Linked DNA regions of Mus musculus: all the other regions are linked to region 1. A link is a contact called in public HiChIP or PLAC-seq data. All regions are on one chromosome and are shown on one strand. Each heading gives the region's core, a stretch centred on a gene start, on an enhancer-like site or on the middle of the called end of the contact. The rest is flanking DNA. Distances are from core to core; before and after follow the strand shown. Region 1 overlaps Myo3a (myosin IIIA). Region 2 overlaps Gad2 (glutamic acid decarboxylase 2). Region 3 overlaps Myo3a (myosin IIIA).

Evidence for each region. HiChIP or PLAC-seq counts read pairs in DNA pulled down with a chosen protein or histone mark.
Region 2: a contact with region 1 is called in an H3K4me3 HiChIP or PLAC-seq map of embryonic basal ganglia, with 3 times the contacts expected there. The contact joins two enhancer-like sites. A contact is called at or near these places in 4 of 115 datasets of contacts at active chromatin or transcription factors (a beta-TC-6 cell line, embryonic basal ganglia, embryonic forebrain and 1 more) and 2 of 9 other capture datasets (embryonic tail and embryonic trunk).
Region 3: a contact with region 1 is called in an H3K4me3 HiChIP or PLAC-seq map of embryonic basal ganglia, with 4 times the contacts expected there. The contact joins two enhancer-like sites. A contact is called at or near these places in 2 of 115 datasets of contacts at active chromatin or transcription factors (embryonic basal ganglia and embryonic stem cells) and 3 of 9 other capture datasets (embryonic tail, embryonic trunk and pancreatic islet).

What each region holds. Positions count from the first base shown.
Region 1 is chr2:22,291,431-22,296,482 of GRCm38.p6, reverse strand. Myo3a (myosin IIIA) reads right to left here. Exons shown (of 34, transcript NM_148413.3): 7 at 4,532-4,677; 8 at 1,945-2,010. Among named protein-coding and RNA genes, the nearest start is that of Myo3a, 66 kb to the right of the region's middle. Within about 2 kb of position 2,707, at least 17 of the 459 cell types and tissues checked have an H3K27ac peak or open chromatin away from gene starts, as enhancers often do. A contact at or near this core is called in embryonic basal ganglia and embryonic forebrain, where this site is marked.
Region 2 is chr2:22,643,251-22,648,302 of GRCm38.p6, reverse strand. All of the region lies in intron 7 of Gad2 (glutamic acid decarboxylase 2), which reads right to left. Among named protein-coding and RNA genes, the nearest start is that of Mir3967, 8.5 kb to the left of the region's middle. Within about 2 kb of position 1,937, at least 10 of the 459 cell types and tissues checked have an H3K27ac peak or open chromatin away from gene starts, as enhancers often do. A contact at or near this core is called in embryonic basal ganglia and embryonic forebrain, where this site is marked.
Region 3 is chr2:22,586,768-22,591,819 of GRCm38.p6, reverse strand. All of the region lies in intron 30 of Myo3a (myosin IIIA), which reads right to left. Among named protein-coding and RNA genes, the nearest start is that of Gad2, 33 kb to the left of the region's middle. Within about 2 kb of position 2,564, at least 11 of the 459 cell types and tissues checked have an H3K27ac peak or open chromatin away from gene starts, as enhancers often do. A contact at or near this core is called in embryonic basal ganglia, where this site is marked.

The DNA of each region.
Region 1 (5,052 bases), core at 1,458-3,957:
GGGGATAACATGAAAAAACAAACAGACAGAAACAGGGCCTCATAGCATAGGCCCCAAATCAGTCTAGCTGGCTATAGAGTAAATTTAAGACTAAACTGGGTAACTTAGACACTGTCTTAAAAAAAATATACAAAAAGGGCTAGGGAAGGTAGTTCAGTAGTGGAATGCTTTGTGAAGATTTGTGAAGCCCTAAATTCAACCCTAGTGCCTCAGAACAAGAAGAGGAGGAGGAAGAGGAAGAGGAGGAGAAAGAGAAGCAGGAGGAAGAGGAGGAGGAGGGGGAAGAGGAGGAGGGGGAAGAGAAGGAGGAGGAGGAGGGGGAAGAGGAGGAGGACAGGGAAGAGGAGGAGGAGGAGGAGGAAGAAGGGGAGGAGGAGGAGGAGGAGGAGGAGGAGGAGGAGGAGGAGGAGGAGGAACAGCTGCAGCACCTGCCACCAAGTCAGTGCCATTAGTAATCATCATCATTGGACCTCCTGGCATGATAATTTGGCAGTTTCCTTCATTGGGCTTAACCAAAAGGTTTCCCTGGGATGCTAAAATATGCTATGGAATGAGATTGGTGCTGTCTAGAAACCAGAACAGGTCCCCTCCAGTTTCATTCAGTTTAACAGAAAGAAGCAATTTCTACATCTAAAGCACACTTGCATCTGCATTAAGAAGCATGACAAATTACTTTATTCAAGTTAAACTTTGCCCAAAAGCCAATGACTATCCTGGCCCTGCTGGGCATGGGAGTGACAGTAACAAGGAAGGTGACAGTGTTCTAGAGTTGCTTAGAGTTGCTTATTGTTTAATTAGACAAAAGGACATCAGAAAAGGTAAGCTTAGTAAGGTTGAAAATGTTGCCAGTGGGAGAGGAAGAGAAGAACAGCACACAGGACAAGAATATCAATTGCCTAGGGGAAGGTGGGAAGTGAGTCTCAGGAGGAAATTGAGAAATGACTCAGACAAACTAAGATCCACGGAGAACCTGCACAAAAGACTCTTGTAAATCCAAGACAGACATTTGGGAAATCCCTGTCATATCGATGATTTCCCCAAGAGACTTGAGAAATGATAGAATGGCATGCACAGTAAATGCTTATGGTACCTTGACCATACATAAAACTTCCACGAAGTTATCAATCCCGATTGAGTCCCTACAAACCCTTAAATCTAAGTCTCTGTCTTTAGAAGAACACATTGGTATCTTGGTGGGAACCTCAGTGACAGCAATGTGCCCGGTCTGCATTTGCAGAGTGATTTGGCACATCGTATCATTACATCCTTCCTTTCTATTTACAACCAGGAGTCTCCCCTTTTCCTCTTTGATTTAGGTAAAGACAGTAAAAATTGTGAAAGGATTGGAGGACCTGATTTTTCTAAATGGCTGACCCACTTCTAATTAATTGTGGAGAGGCCAGTCACTTCTGTTAAACTGCTGGCAAGTGAAATCATTCTCTGGATTTCAAATGCAAAAGCCTTTGATAAATATGATCCTTAAAGCCACTGGCTGTGATGAAATCCCTGTGGTTGTAATGAGAGTCAGTGATGTAGACAAATGAAGGGTTAAATCACTGACCGCATAGGTACTAGATGGGAGCAGGTGGGAGATGCTCTTGGCAATGATGCAATGGCAGATGGGCAGGTGAGCATGTTCCTGGGTGGATGCTAAAAAGCCCTTGGAAACATGACTGCAGACAGGTGAAAACTTGACTCAGAGGTTACTATTTAAGTAATTTCACTGAACCCTTAGCAGATTATACAGATTTTCTGTTCTTTCTTTTTCTTTTTTGGGGGGGTGGGGGGGGGATGAGGTGTGGGTGGGAATGGTGGAGACCTCTGGAGTTGCTTACCAGATAAGAAAGAAGAGAAGGATTCAGAAGCCAGTGGTTACAGTAAACCATTCAAAGTCACAGCAGGCTGGTATTGTTTTTACTTGTATTTCTGACTATTGTTACTCACTTGCTAATGAAGTCATTGAACTCTGCGGACCACAGCTCAGGCTGCCGGAGTTTAGGGGGTGGATTCCTAGAAAATAAGAATTAAGGTTGGGATGGGAGCTGTGCATTGGTTAGATGGTGAAATAGGAGAAGCAGAGCAAAGACTTGCTTGACAGTCCTTGATGATACAGGTTCTGCCTGTATCATCAAGGACTGTCATTTCCCAATTCCAAGAACGGTAATTAGCGACTCATCATTCTTTATATAAAATGACAGCTTCCTAGTTTCTCTGAAAGCAGTTAATGTATAACCCAATTTTGCTGTTATTATTATTTTTCCTCCCTAAGAATCGTCTTGGGTTGTATGTGAAATCACTTAGTAGGAAATACCAATGTTTATCAGAACAGGAATATTGAATATTGGAAAAAAGTACTACAGAAGTCCCCCAGGAAGGTACAGGTGCACAGAGGTGCCCTGGAACAGGTAGCAACCCGCAGCAGGAAGGGACAAAAGCTTCCAGAGCTGTTCTTTTGTTCCGAGAAACATGGCAGGAAGCATGCACGCTTGTATGTGACAAAAGCAAAGAAGCAGAAAATGCCATTAGCTATAGTGCTCTGAATGCCGCTTAAAAGATCTTGTTATTAATTCTTTTCGTTTTTTTAAGCTGAGCAATTTTTTTTTTTTTCGAGCATCTGTGCACACAAAAGGGCTGTCACTTGACAGTGAGGCTGATGTGACTGTAATCAAGCACCATTGATCAACCATAATGGCTAAATTTGCTGAAGTGTCACTTTATGTTAATTCTAACAGCTCTTTGTTTTCATTAGGGGGATGGAAATGCTTTGTCCTCAGTCCTGTACTGCTCCTTAAACAGCTTATAATGAAATTAATGTATAGTCGGTACAGACTCATTAAAGCTAAGTGCACCTACGCATCTAACTGGATCACACCAAAGAGCACCAAAGCACCTTTCAGTCCAGTGGACTAGATGAAGATTGCTGATTTGAGCATTTGAAAAACTACTGTTATTCAGCCAATAATTTTACTTTGTTGCTTGTCCACTGAAAATGTCCTTTTACAGATTGAATTGCCTTGGGTATAACATAGTTTGCCAATTTCATAATACCCAGAACTGTAGTTATTCAGATCCCCTTTCCACATATTTCTACAACCATTATTTTCAGTATTTAATTTTAAGGACATGCTAGCAGCAGAAACAGTAAAAAATAATTAGTATGATGCACTTTGTTGCACTAAGTGTTACCAAGGCACAATAATCAGGGCTCTCCATCTTTCCTGTTTACCACCTTCATCTTTACCACCAAGTATGAAAACACAGGGTAAATATGATGGTTTATACTATGACTAAGGTGACTTAGGCATATATAGTTTCACCTTATATAATAAATGACAATAGAAGTTAGAAAAAATATATTTTTCTTGAAATGCTTTTGGTATATAGAGGATTTCTTCTTTCCTACACATCTTGTTTCCCCCATACAAGTGACATGTTTTATAAGACCAGTGTTATATAACACTGGACATTGAAATATAAAGAATGATGTATTATAATTCAGAGTTAGCACAGGAAGTTCCAAAGTATTAAACAACTTTTAATGCTTCATTACTAGAAAAACTTAATTACACACAAAAAAGGGATCCCCTTTCAGGAATAAGTATAACATGGTGGTATCATTTCTTTAGGACTACAACACAAAGTGTCTAACCTCCCCATCCCCAACTCCAGGTATATTTCACATGTTGAAATCACAACCTTTAATTAATAGCATGTGTAATTATTGACTATCTATGTACTACTATCTCTGGACCCCTGGCAATACAAGCTATGTGTGTTGGTATCAGGACCTCCGAAATCCATGACATCACATAGGCAGTAGAGAGACCTATACATCTGTTGCCAAGATAATGGCCACCATATTCCCAGAATTCATTGGGCTTACCTCCCACCTTTACCTGTCACCATGTCACCATCCATATATATAAGAGGAATGCTCTCTCTCTTCCCCACTTTCTTTTTGCTGCCACCTTGACCCTCCCCCCCCCTCTCTCAATAAATCTCATAGGGAACTGTTTGAACTGGTGTATTCCTTCTGAAGCTGCACAGTGTTCATGATCATAACAATGTGTGTATCTTCCTTAGAATCCATGGGTGAGGAAAAATTCTTATGGTCTCTAAAAATATCTTACTTATAATTAACATGGATTTTTTTTTCAAATTTGAGACACCTAGAACTTACCAATACATATTTAAAAGAGAAATACATATTTAGAAGAGAAACTATCCAGCTGAAGTAGTGCAGTTGGCAGGTAAATATTATAGGTAACATGGTCAGATGGCCAGTTGAAGGGTAGGTAAGGCTATACACATCCTTAAGGTGAGTGTAGTAGGGTACATCTATAAGCCCACAAAGGACATGAAGCAGGCAGATCATCTTCAAAGTCATCTTCGGCTACTTAATGATTTCAAGGACAACTTAAGTTACATGGGGCTTTAGTTTTAAAACTTTCTAGAACACTTCTGCCTATTTCCATGATAAGAAGTCAGTCCCTAGAAGGGAAAAATAGGCTGCTGATCTTGGTTGCCTGACCTTGGTATTTTGAAGAGTGCTCTCATGGGATGCAGCTCAGCTAGTGGAGGATCTCCATCACCAAGCTCAATAGCCGTGATACCCAGGGACCATGTGTCACATCTAGCATCGTAAGTGGTATCTAGTTGCTGTTCACAAGCAATCACCTAGAAGACAAAAGCAGCAAAATGCTCAGAGAGAAATCTAAGTGTTTAACCTGATAAAGTTGAGAGCTAAATAAAGATAAAGGCAGGAATTAGAAGAAAAAAGAATGATACGTGTAGTATTTTTATTCTAAGAACAGACAATACCACAGCAGGATTGCAGACAGAAGTTTTGCTATGAAAACAAATAGTTTAGAAACTATATTGCGAAGAGGGAAAAAAAATGTTGCCCTACTTGGAATGGGATCAAATGCACAGTTAATGGCCATGGTGTATTCTCTCAACAGTCATCTAAGCAGAGGTTATACTCAGGAGCAGAGAGCATATCTCAGAGGACAGATAGTGAAGGAGTCAAGGGAAATAAACTGGAGGGCAGTC
Region 2 (5,052 bases), core at 688-3,187, 350 kb before region 1:
AAAATTCTTCAGTAAATGGTAACTTCCTACTGGCTTTTCCCCCAACACCCCACCCACCGACAACCTCTGCCTGGTCTCTGTTTCTATCAATTGGGCTATTTTATGCATAGCACTCAACTGTACTTTGTTTATGCACTCTTCCTGCCATGGACAGTAAGGCTGCTTCTGCGATTGGCTTCTGTGGATAGTTCTGCTAGATAGTTCTGTGGATAGATACTTCTTTAAGATGCTGTTTTCAATTGCTAAAGGTACATACCTAGAGGCAGAATTACTGGAACATATGGTTAATATAATTTTAAACTTCTGAGAAACTGCCATTCTACACTCTACAGCTACTGTGTTAACTTTACACACATACCAATAGCACACAAAGGATGCCCTTTCTCCACATCCTCACCAGTGTTTATGATTTCTGCTTGTTTTGGAGACAGGATCTTTCTGTGTTGCCCGGGCTATGCTTGATTCTTTGAGTTCAAGTGATTCTATTGTCTTAGCCTCCTGAAGTTGGCTTGTATTTTTCTGGCTCTTGAGGACAGTCTTCTAGTAGACATGATGGTAACACTTCGTGCTTTTGATGTGTGCTCTCTACTGACTGGCCTAGACTCTCTTCATGTGCTTCTTGACCCTCTATACATTTTCTTCTGTGAAATGTTTATTAAAGTACTTTGGTTATTTTTGAATGGAGTTGGTTTAGTTATTATTGTTATTTTCATTGAATTCACATGAGTTTCTTGAGGAACTATAAAAACATATTGAGAATTGTTGGTGGATGTGAGGTTCCAGCACAAAGTAATTCTGAACCAGTCTCTCTTTCTCTGTGTGTGTGCTGCATGTATGAGTGTGTGCTTGAGAGAGAGAGAGAGAGAGAGAGAGAGAGAGAGAGAGAGAGAGAGAGAGAGAATAATGGTATGTGCATACTTCAGCACGCATGTGGAGGTTAGAGGACAACTGTGGATATCGGTCTTCACTTTCTACCTATAAGCCAAGCTAATCTTTGTCCCCTAGCCTTGGATACTTCTCTCATGTTTACATTTTCCATTTCTCAGGAGGGACAGAGACTAGAGACACTGTGAGCATATGCTTTTTATGTGAGTTCTGGAGTTCAGAACTCAGTATGTTTTACCCACTGAGCTAGTTAATACCCCAGCCCTAAACTAGCTTTTCACAAACACTCAGCAACTGACTCCAGTAACAGTGTACCACAATATTCTCAAACTTACAATTTGCTCCTGAAAGGTTGCTTGCCTTTACTCCTTCCTTCCTTCTTTCCTTCCTTCCTTCTTTCCTTTCTTCCTTCTTTCCTTCCTTCCTTCCTTCCTTCCTTCCTTCCTTCCTTCCTCCTTCCTTCCTCCCTCCCTCTCTCCCTTCCTTCCTTCCTTCCTTCCTTCCTTCCTTCCTTCCTTCCTTCCTTCCTCCCTTCCTTGTTTTCTTCTGATTTTTTTTATTAGCATAGAAACTAATAAGTTTCACTATGACATTCTCATGGGTATTTTGTTTTCCTTGATCCATCTCTTCTAGTCCTCTCTCCTGCCTTCTGTTCCCCTCTGGTTGTTTCCCTTCCTTTTCCAATGATCTCCTTTCACATCACATGAATTCTATTACCCCCCAACACACACACACACACACACACACACACACACACACACACACACACACACACACCTTGAGATGCCTCCTTTCTCCACTTATGTTCCCCTGTATAGTTTCAAGAAACTATACTTAGTTTCTCATAAATTTAGTGACATTGTATGCATCACATATGAAGGGAAGTTGATTCTAAGTCCAGCTTTCTTCCTCTGGAGTTCTAGGAGGTGGAACTGGTCATACAGGGGCCAAGCAGGTGGGTCATATTGACAGCCCACTGCACACTCTTTGTGCTTTTACTTCCAGTCTGAATTCCGGGTTTTGATTGCTGTAATCACTGTGACATTTGGAGAGCTGAGAAAGACTAACCTAAGCCCAGCTGTATTGCATCTGCCCATCAGTCTCTTACTATTAACTACAGATCATTAAGCTGTCCAAAAGGAGAGCAGCTCCCTCAATTTCCATCTCCAAAGGGCTGCTGAGTAGAATTTTAAATTATGCTTCTAAAGAGGCATGCTTTTCTCAAATGCCCACTCACCATTCATCTGAAAATTTAAGTATGCAGTACATGAACTTGTAACATATTTTTAGGGAAACTGTCTAATACAGCAGAAAATCATGTTTGTAACAGCAACAAATAATATCAACCAATAAAGGGGACACACCGAAGGGCTAAGTTCTAAAACCTCAATGTAGCTAGAAGTAACCAGAAAGGGCCATTAGATTCATTTTACAACCTCAGAATGACTAAGTAGATACCTGACTCTAAGCTACCTGGGAGCTAGGAGAAAAAAACTCAGTGAGGCCAGGGATTTTAAAGATGTATGACACCTGTCCCCTTTCCACCTTTTCAATCACAAACCAATGTTCTTTGTATTTGGCAGATACTAGGAAACCCGGAGTAGAAGTTCAGAGGAAAGCAGTGTTCAGTCCTTTATTGCTAGAAGGGCTTAGAGCAGAGAGACCAGCTGTCTTTGCTGAAAAAGCACAAATACCTCAAATTGTGTCCCTCAGTAAATGTGCTGAGAAGTCCTGATCTGCAGACTGGCAAATTGCAGCTAAGTAAGAGATCTGCTGCACCTGCCCATGATAGGCACATTCTTGTCTGGTCTTTAACGAGAAAGAACAGGGATGTGTAATTGAGGAGTAATTACAAAGGATAATTGATTGCTGTAAGAATGCCACAGATTTAAGGAACCCTACATGCCTCAATAGAGAGTTTAAACATAGGAACAAAGTAGATATAAGGCATGAGAGAAGAAAATTAGGCACCAGGCAGTATTTGTATTTTCAGGAAAAAGGAACAGAGGCATATAGCTAAGCAGTACCTACAATAGTAAGGCATCCATGGGGAGGAAGGAAGTTGAGGGTCACAAAGACATTTAACAAGAAAAAAGAGCAGAGATCAGTTGAATGGGATGCCTTTCTATGTATGAGACAATATAAGACAATTGCTTTTAATGTTTGTATCTCATAGTGGAACCATTTGTGTATAAACCAGAGGAGAATAGCATTTAAAAGACAAGTTCCTTCCTAGATGCTGAGGATTCTGGGTGGAAAATTGTCTAGGGAGAACTTAGCAGATGCTTGTCAACAGCACAGTAGCAGGCAGTGGTCATGTAGGAATTGTTATCCCAATATGGGGCTGGAAAGGATACATTATTCTGGGTGGCTTCAGAAGGCAAAATTATGAACAAATTTGGAAGTTTCAAGGAATAAAATTTGTTTCTCAATAATGAAGATTAGCATAATATTCTATTGCTCATCAATGGGCACATTCCACTTTCCTGATTTAGAAAATATATTGAAACTTTGACAGAGGTCAGTGCTCATTTAAGATTAAGTCATATTGCTATTCATGAGTAACAGATATTGAACCCATTTGGTTTTATTTCAAACTAAACCAAAATTTCAGTTTGATAGAAAGTTTCATTTCTGTATTTTTCATATAGAAATGTTGAAAACTGCTAGAAGAAAATACTTCAAGACAAAATGACAGGCATCAGTTTCTGAGCCACAGTGACACAGTAACAGGACCCAAAAGTGACAAACGGGGTGGGGGTGGGGTTCATGAAATGAGAAGTTTCTGCACAGCAGAAGAAGCTCTCAGCAGAATGAGCTGACAGCCAATAGGATGGAAGAAAACCTTTGTCAGCTCTACTTCAGACAAGAGGTTAATATCTGGAGTGTATAATGAACCAAAAAAATTAAACACCTCAAACCCTCAACTGCCAATAATGAACAGACAGCAATCAAAGAGTAACAAATGAGCTAGAAATGGAACAGACAGTAATCAAAGAAAGAAAGGCACATAGAAAATAAGTATTTTCTAAATGTTCACAACATCTCTAGGAATTAGAGAAATGCAAAGTCAAACTACTTTGGGATTCTGACTCGCCCCAGTTAGAATGATGACAGTCAAGAGAGCAAATGTCAACAAACACTGGCATAGCCCTCACAGGAGATCTGGGGAAAGGGGAGTCACTGCACATTGCTGGTAGCAGTGTGAACTAGTGTCCCACTGTGACAAGCAATGTAAAGACTTCTCACAAAACTGAGCAGAGTTGTCACATGCCCCAGCTGTACCACTCCGAGGCAGATACCTAAAGGACACTACAGAGACAGATGCACATCCATGTTTAATACAGCTCTTAATACAGTAGCCAGGAAGCATAGTTATGGAAGATGTCTGTCACATGATGGAGGATAGTGAAAATGTGGTTAATATATGTACAATGGATTTGCATTAAGGTATAATGAAGTTATGAAAATTCCAAGAAAATGGATAGAATTGGAAAACATATTGAGTGAGGTTACTTAGGCTCATAAGAACAAAACTCTCTCTCACGTGCAGATCCTAGCTTCTAACTGTCAGATACTTGTGTACAAATGAGAGTGAATAAGGAACCTAGACTGGAAAAGAGGTTTTAAAGGAGGGCACAGCACAAGTGGAAGGAAATGTGTGGGACAATGATTACCACAGAGACAGTGAGAGAGAGCAGGAAAACTGTGGGCAAGCACACACATACACACAGGCACATGTTCTCTCTCTCTCTCTCTCTCTCTCTCTCTCTCTCTCTCACACACACACACACACACACACACACACACATGCACATACTCACACACACACACACACACACAAGACACATGCTCACACACATACAGAGACACACACTTGCACACACACACATGCACACACATACACAGAAACACACACATGCACACACATACACACAGAGACATATACATGTACACAGATAGCGAGACACATATGTGCGCGAGCACACACGCACACACACACAGAGTCAATATTGAGTGTTTCCTTCAACCAATTTCCACTTTATGTTTGAGATAGGATCTCTCTCAGAACCTAGAACTCACTGACTGGCTAGCTGGCTGCCCTGATTGGCTGGCTGGCTGCCCTGATTGGCTAGCTGGCTGTCCTGACTGGCTAGCTGGCTGCCC
Region 3 (5,052 bases), core at 1,315-3,814, 300 kb before region 1:
AACAATTAGGCCTTTATTTTTTTTTAGTAGCATTGCCTTAGCTTCATTTATATAATCGTATTTCTGTCTTGTAGCCCAATAACAGCATCATATTCAATTCCCACAAGGGATGGATCTGTCTGTTAGGTGAGTCTTCATGACTTGTGGTTTCAGAGAATGCCTCTCCGGACACATGTGCTTCACTAAATCTAGTTGAGTGGGTAATCAAATCAACTGTACTGCTTGTTTATTTTGAGTGTGGTCTTTATTGACAAGTTTATAACCAGGAATCATTTAAATTATTATTGAATGGTGATTCTTAAAAGAAATTTAGAACATTTATAGAAATAAAAAGTAACACATCATACGTTGTTTTAAAGCTATTTCCCTTATTTCCACAAGAATGGATTCCTGATTTGTTGACTGAATTCATCACAATGAAATACTTTAAAACTAAACACTTCATATGGAAACAATTAAAATTTCTGCAGCCAAAATTTTTCCTTATCACATTGATTTTTATCTCTTCAAGACTACAGAGGATGTGGAATTAATACAGAAGGAGAAAGGTAATTACCAATGTGCTTGCAACTGCCCATTAAGTTTTCAGTACAGACATACAAAATAAGACCAGTGATGCCAGCAACATTGAAGCTGAACAGTTTCTTGGCATGTTTAGATGCTATAGTAGTGATTTATCCAGATAGAGTCCTACAGAATCACATAATTGCACTTAATATAATAATATTAGTATATTGTTGATTTATGAATACAGTGATAATATATTTGATATGTTAATAATATACAACAAATTATTATATTATATACTATAACAATGATAACATTGTAAAAAATATAAATTCACACATAATGCATTCATTATTTCATCCCACTAGAAAAAAAAGGCTTTTAAAAGAACTAGCATAGAGCCAGGTAATGGTGGCTCTAGGCTTTAATTCCAGCACTGGGGAGGCAGAGGCAGGCAGATTTCTGAGTTTGAGGCCAGCCTGGTCTACAGAGTGAGTTCCAGGGCAGCCAGGCTGGCACAGCAAATTCTTGTTTTTAAAAACCTAAAATAAATTAACTAATAAGTTAATTAATTTTTAAAATCTAGCATGTTTTTAGGCATTGGTCTTATAACTAATCATCATGGGATAGCCTCTAAGCGTCTGAAAAGAATTATTGGGCCAGGATACATTTTATGATTGTCATGATTGTTATGATAGTCTGAAGTGAAGAAACAAATGAAGTCCCATTTGTTGATTGTTGATCTTAGAGCATAAGCCATTGTTGTTCTGTAGGCTATAAAAATTATAGCCTATTCATCAATTGCCCACATAGGATGAATATTAGCAATCCTTCCTTACAACCCATCCCTCACACTACTCAACCTCATAATCTATATTATTCTTACAGTCCCTATATTCATAGCACTTATACTAAATAGCTCTATAACCATTAACTCAATCTCACTTCTATGAAATAAAACCCCAGCAATACTAACCATAATCTCACTGATATTACTATCCCTAGGAGGTCTTCCACCACTAACAGGATTTCTACCAAAATGAATTATCATCACAGAACTTATAAAAAATAACTGTCTAATCATAGCAACACTCATAGCAATAATAGCCCTCCTAAACCTATTCTTTTATACTCGCCTAATTTATTCCACTTCACTAACAATATTTCCAACCAACAATAACTCAAAAATAATAACTCACCAAACAAAAACTAAACCCAACCTAATATTTTCCACCCTAGCTGTCATAAGTACAATAACCCTACCCCTAGCCCCCCAACTAATTATCTAGAAGTTTAGGATATACTAGTCCGCGAGCCTTCAAAGCCCTAAGAAAACACACAAGTTTAACTTCTGATAAGGACTGTAGGACTTCATCCCACATCTATTGAATGCAAATCAATTGCTTTAATTAAGCTAAGACCTCAACTAGATTGGCAGGAATTAAACCTACGAAAATTTAGTTAACAGCTAAATACCCTATTACTGGCTTCAATCTACTTCTACCGCCGAAAAAAAAAATGGCGGTAGAAGTCTTAGTAGAGGATTTCTCTACACCTTCGAATTTGCAATTCGACATGAATATCACCTTAAGACCTCTGGTAAAAAGAGGATTTAAACCTCTGTGTTTAGATTTACAGTCTAATGCTTACTCAGCCATTTTACCTATGTTCATTAATCGTTGATTATTCTCAACCAATCACAAAGATATCGGAACCCTATATCTGCTATTCGGAGCCTGAGCGGGAATAGTAGGTACTGCACTAAGTATTTTAATTCGAGCAGAATTAGGTCAACCAGGTGCACTTTTAGGAGATGACCAAATTTACAATGTTATCGTAACTGCCCATGTTTTTGTTATAATTTTCTTCATAGTAATACCAATAATAATCGGAGGCTTTGGAAACTGACTTGTCCCACTAATAATCGGAGCCCCAGATATAGCATTCCCACGAATAAATAATATAAGTTTTTGACTCTTACCACCATCATTTCTCCTTCTCCTAGCATCATCAATAGTAGAAGCAGGAGCAGGAACAGGATGAACAGTCTACCCACCTCTAGCCGGAAATCTAGCCCATGCAGGAGCATCAGTAGACCTAACAATTTTCTCCCTTCATTTAGCTGGGGTGTCGTCTATTTTAGGTGCAATTAATTTTATTACCACCATTATCAACATGAAACCTCCAGCCATAACACAATATCAAACTCCACTATTTGTCTGATCCGTACTTATTACAGCCGTACTTCTCCTATTATCACTACCAGTACTAGCCGCAGGCATTACTATACTACTAACAGACCGCAACCTAAACACAACTTTCTTTGATCCCGCTGGAGGAGGGGACCCAATTCTCTACCAACACCTGTTCTGATTCTTTGGACATCCAGAAGTTTATATTCTTATCCTCCCAGGATTTGGAATTATTTCACATGTAGTTACTTACTACTCCGGAAAAAAAGAACCTTTCGGCTATATAGGAATAGTATGAGCAATAATGTCCATTGGCTTCCTAGGCTTTATTGTATGAGCCCACCACATATTCACAGTAGGATTGGATGTAGACACATGAGCTTACTTTACATCAGCCACTATAATTATCGCAATTCCTACCGGTGTCAAAGTATTTAGCTGACTTGCAACCCTACACGGAGGAAATATTAAATGATCTCCAGCTATACTATGAGCTTTAGGCTTTATTTTCTTATTTACAGTTGGTGGCCTAACCGGAATTGTTCTATCCAACTCATCCCTTGACATCGTGCTTCACGATACATACTATGTAGTAGCCCATTTCCATTATGTTCTATCAATGGGAGCAGTGTTTGCTATCATAGCAGGATTCATTCACTGATTCCCATTATTTTCAGGCTTTACCCTAGATGACACATGAGCAAAAGCCCACTTCGCCATCATGTTCGTAGGGGTAAACATAACATTCTTCCCTCAACATTTCCTAGGCCTTTCAGGAATACCACGACGCTACTCAGACTACCCAGCTGCTTACACTACATGAAACACTGTCTCTTCTATAGGATCATTTATTTCACTAACAGCTGTTCTCATCATGATCTTTATAATTTGAGAGGCCTTTGCTTCAAAACGAGAAGTAATATCAGTATCATATGCCTCAACAAATTTAGAATGACTTCATGGCTGCCCTCCACCATACCACACATTCGAGGAACCAACCTATGTAAAAGTAAAATAAGAAAGGAAGGAATCGAACCCCCTAAAATTGGTTTCAAGCCAATCTCATATCCTATATGTCTTTCTCAATAAGATATTAGTAAAATCAATTACATAACTTTGTCAAAGTTAAATTATAGATCAATAATCTATATATCTTATATGGCCTACCCATTCCAACTTGGTTTACAAGACGCCACATCCCCTATTATAGAAGAACTAATAAATTTCCATGATCACACACTAATAATTGTTTTCCTAATTAGCTCCTTAGTCCTCTATATCATCTCGCTAATATTAACAACAAAACTAACACATACAAGCACAATAGATGCACAAGAAGTTGAAACCATTTGAACTATTCTACCAGCTGTAATCCTTATCATAATTGCCCTCCCCTCTCTACGCATTCTATACATAATAGACGAAATCAACAACCCCGTATTAACCGTGAAAACCATAGGGCACCAATGATACTGAAGCTACGAATATACTGACTATGAAGACCTATGCTTTGATTCATATATAATCCCAACAAACGACCTAAAACCTGGTGAACTACGACTACTAGAAGTTGATAACCGAGTCGTTCTGCCAATCCGTATATTAATCTCATCTGAAGATGTTCTCCACTCATGAGCCATCCCCTCACTAGGACTTAAAACTGATGCTATCCCAGGCCGACTAAATCAAGCAACAGTAACATCAAACCGACCAGGGTTATTCTATGGCCAATGCTCTGAGATTTGTGGATCCAACCATAGCTTTATACCCATTGTCCTAGAAATGGTTCCACTAAAATATTTCGAAAACTGATCTGCTTCAATAATTTAATTTATTTAATGTTCTGTTCAGGAACTTCTGCCCCGTGCCCATGTTCTTGAGGCTCTTCCCCACTTCCTTTTCTATTAGTTTCAGTGTTTCTGATTTTACATGGAGGTCCTTGATCCACTTGGAGCTTTGTACAAGGAGATAAGAATGGATTGATTGATGTGCATTCTTCTACATGGTGACCCACAGTTGAACCAGCACCATTTGCTAAAAATGTCTCTTTTCCACTGGATGGTTTTAGCTCCTTTGTCAAACATCAAGGGACCATAGGTGTGTGAGTTCATTTCTGGACCTTCATTTCTACTCCATTGGTCTCCCTGCCTGTCTCTGTACCAATACCATACCGTTTTTATCACTATTGTTCTGTAATACAGTTTGATATCAGGGATGGTGATTCCTCGAGAAGGTCTTTTATTGTTGAGAATAGTTTTAGCTATCCTGGGATTTTTGTTATTCCAAATGAATTTGCTCTTTCTAACTATGAAGAATTGAGTTGGATTTTGATGAAGATTGCATTGTGTCTGTA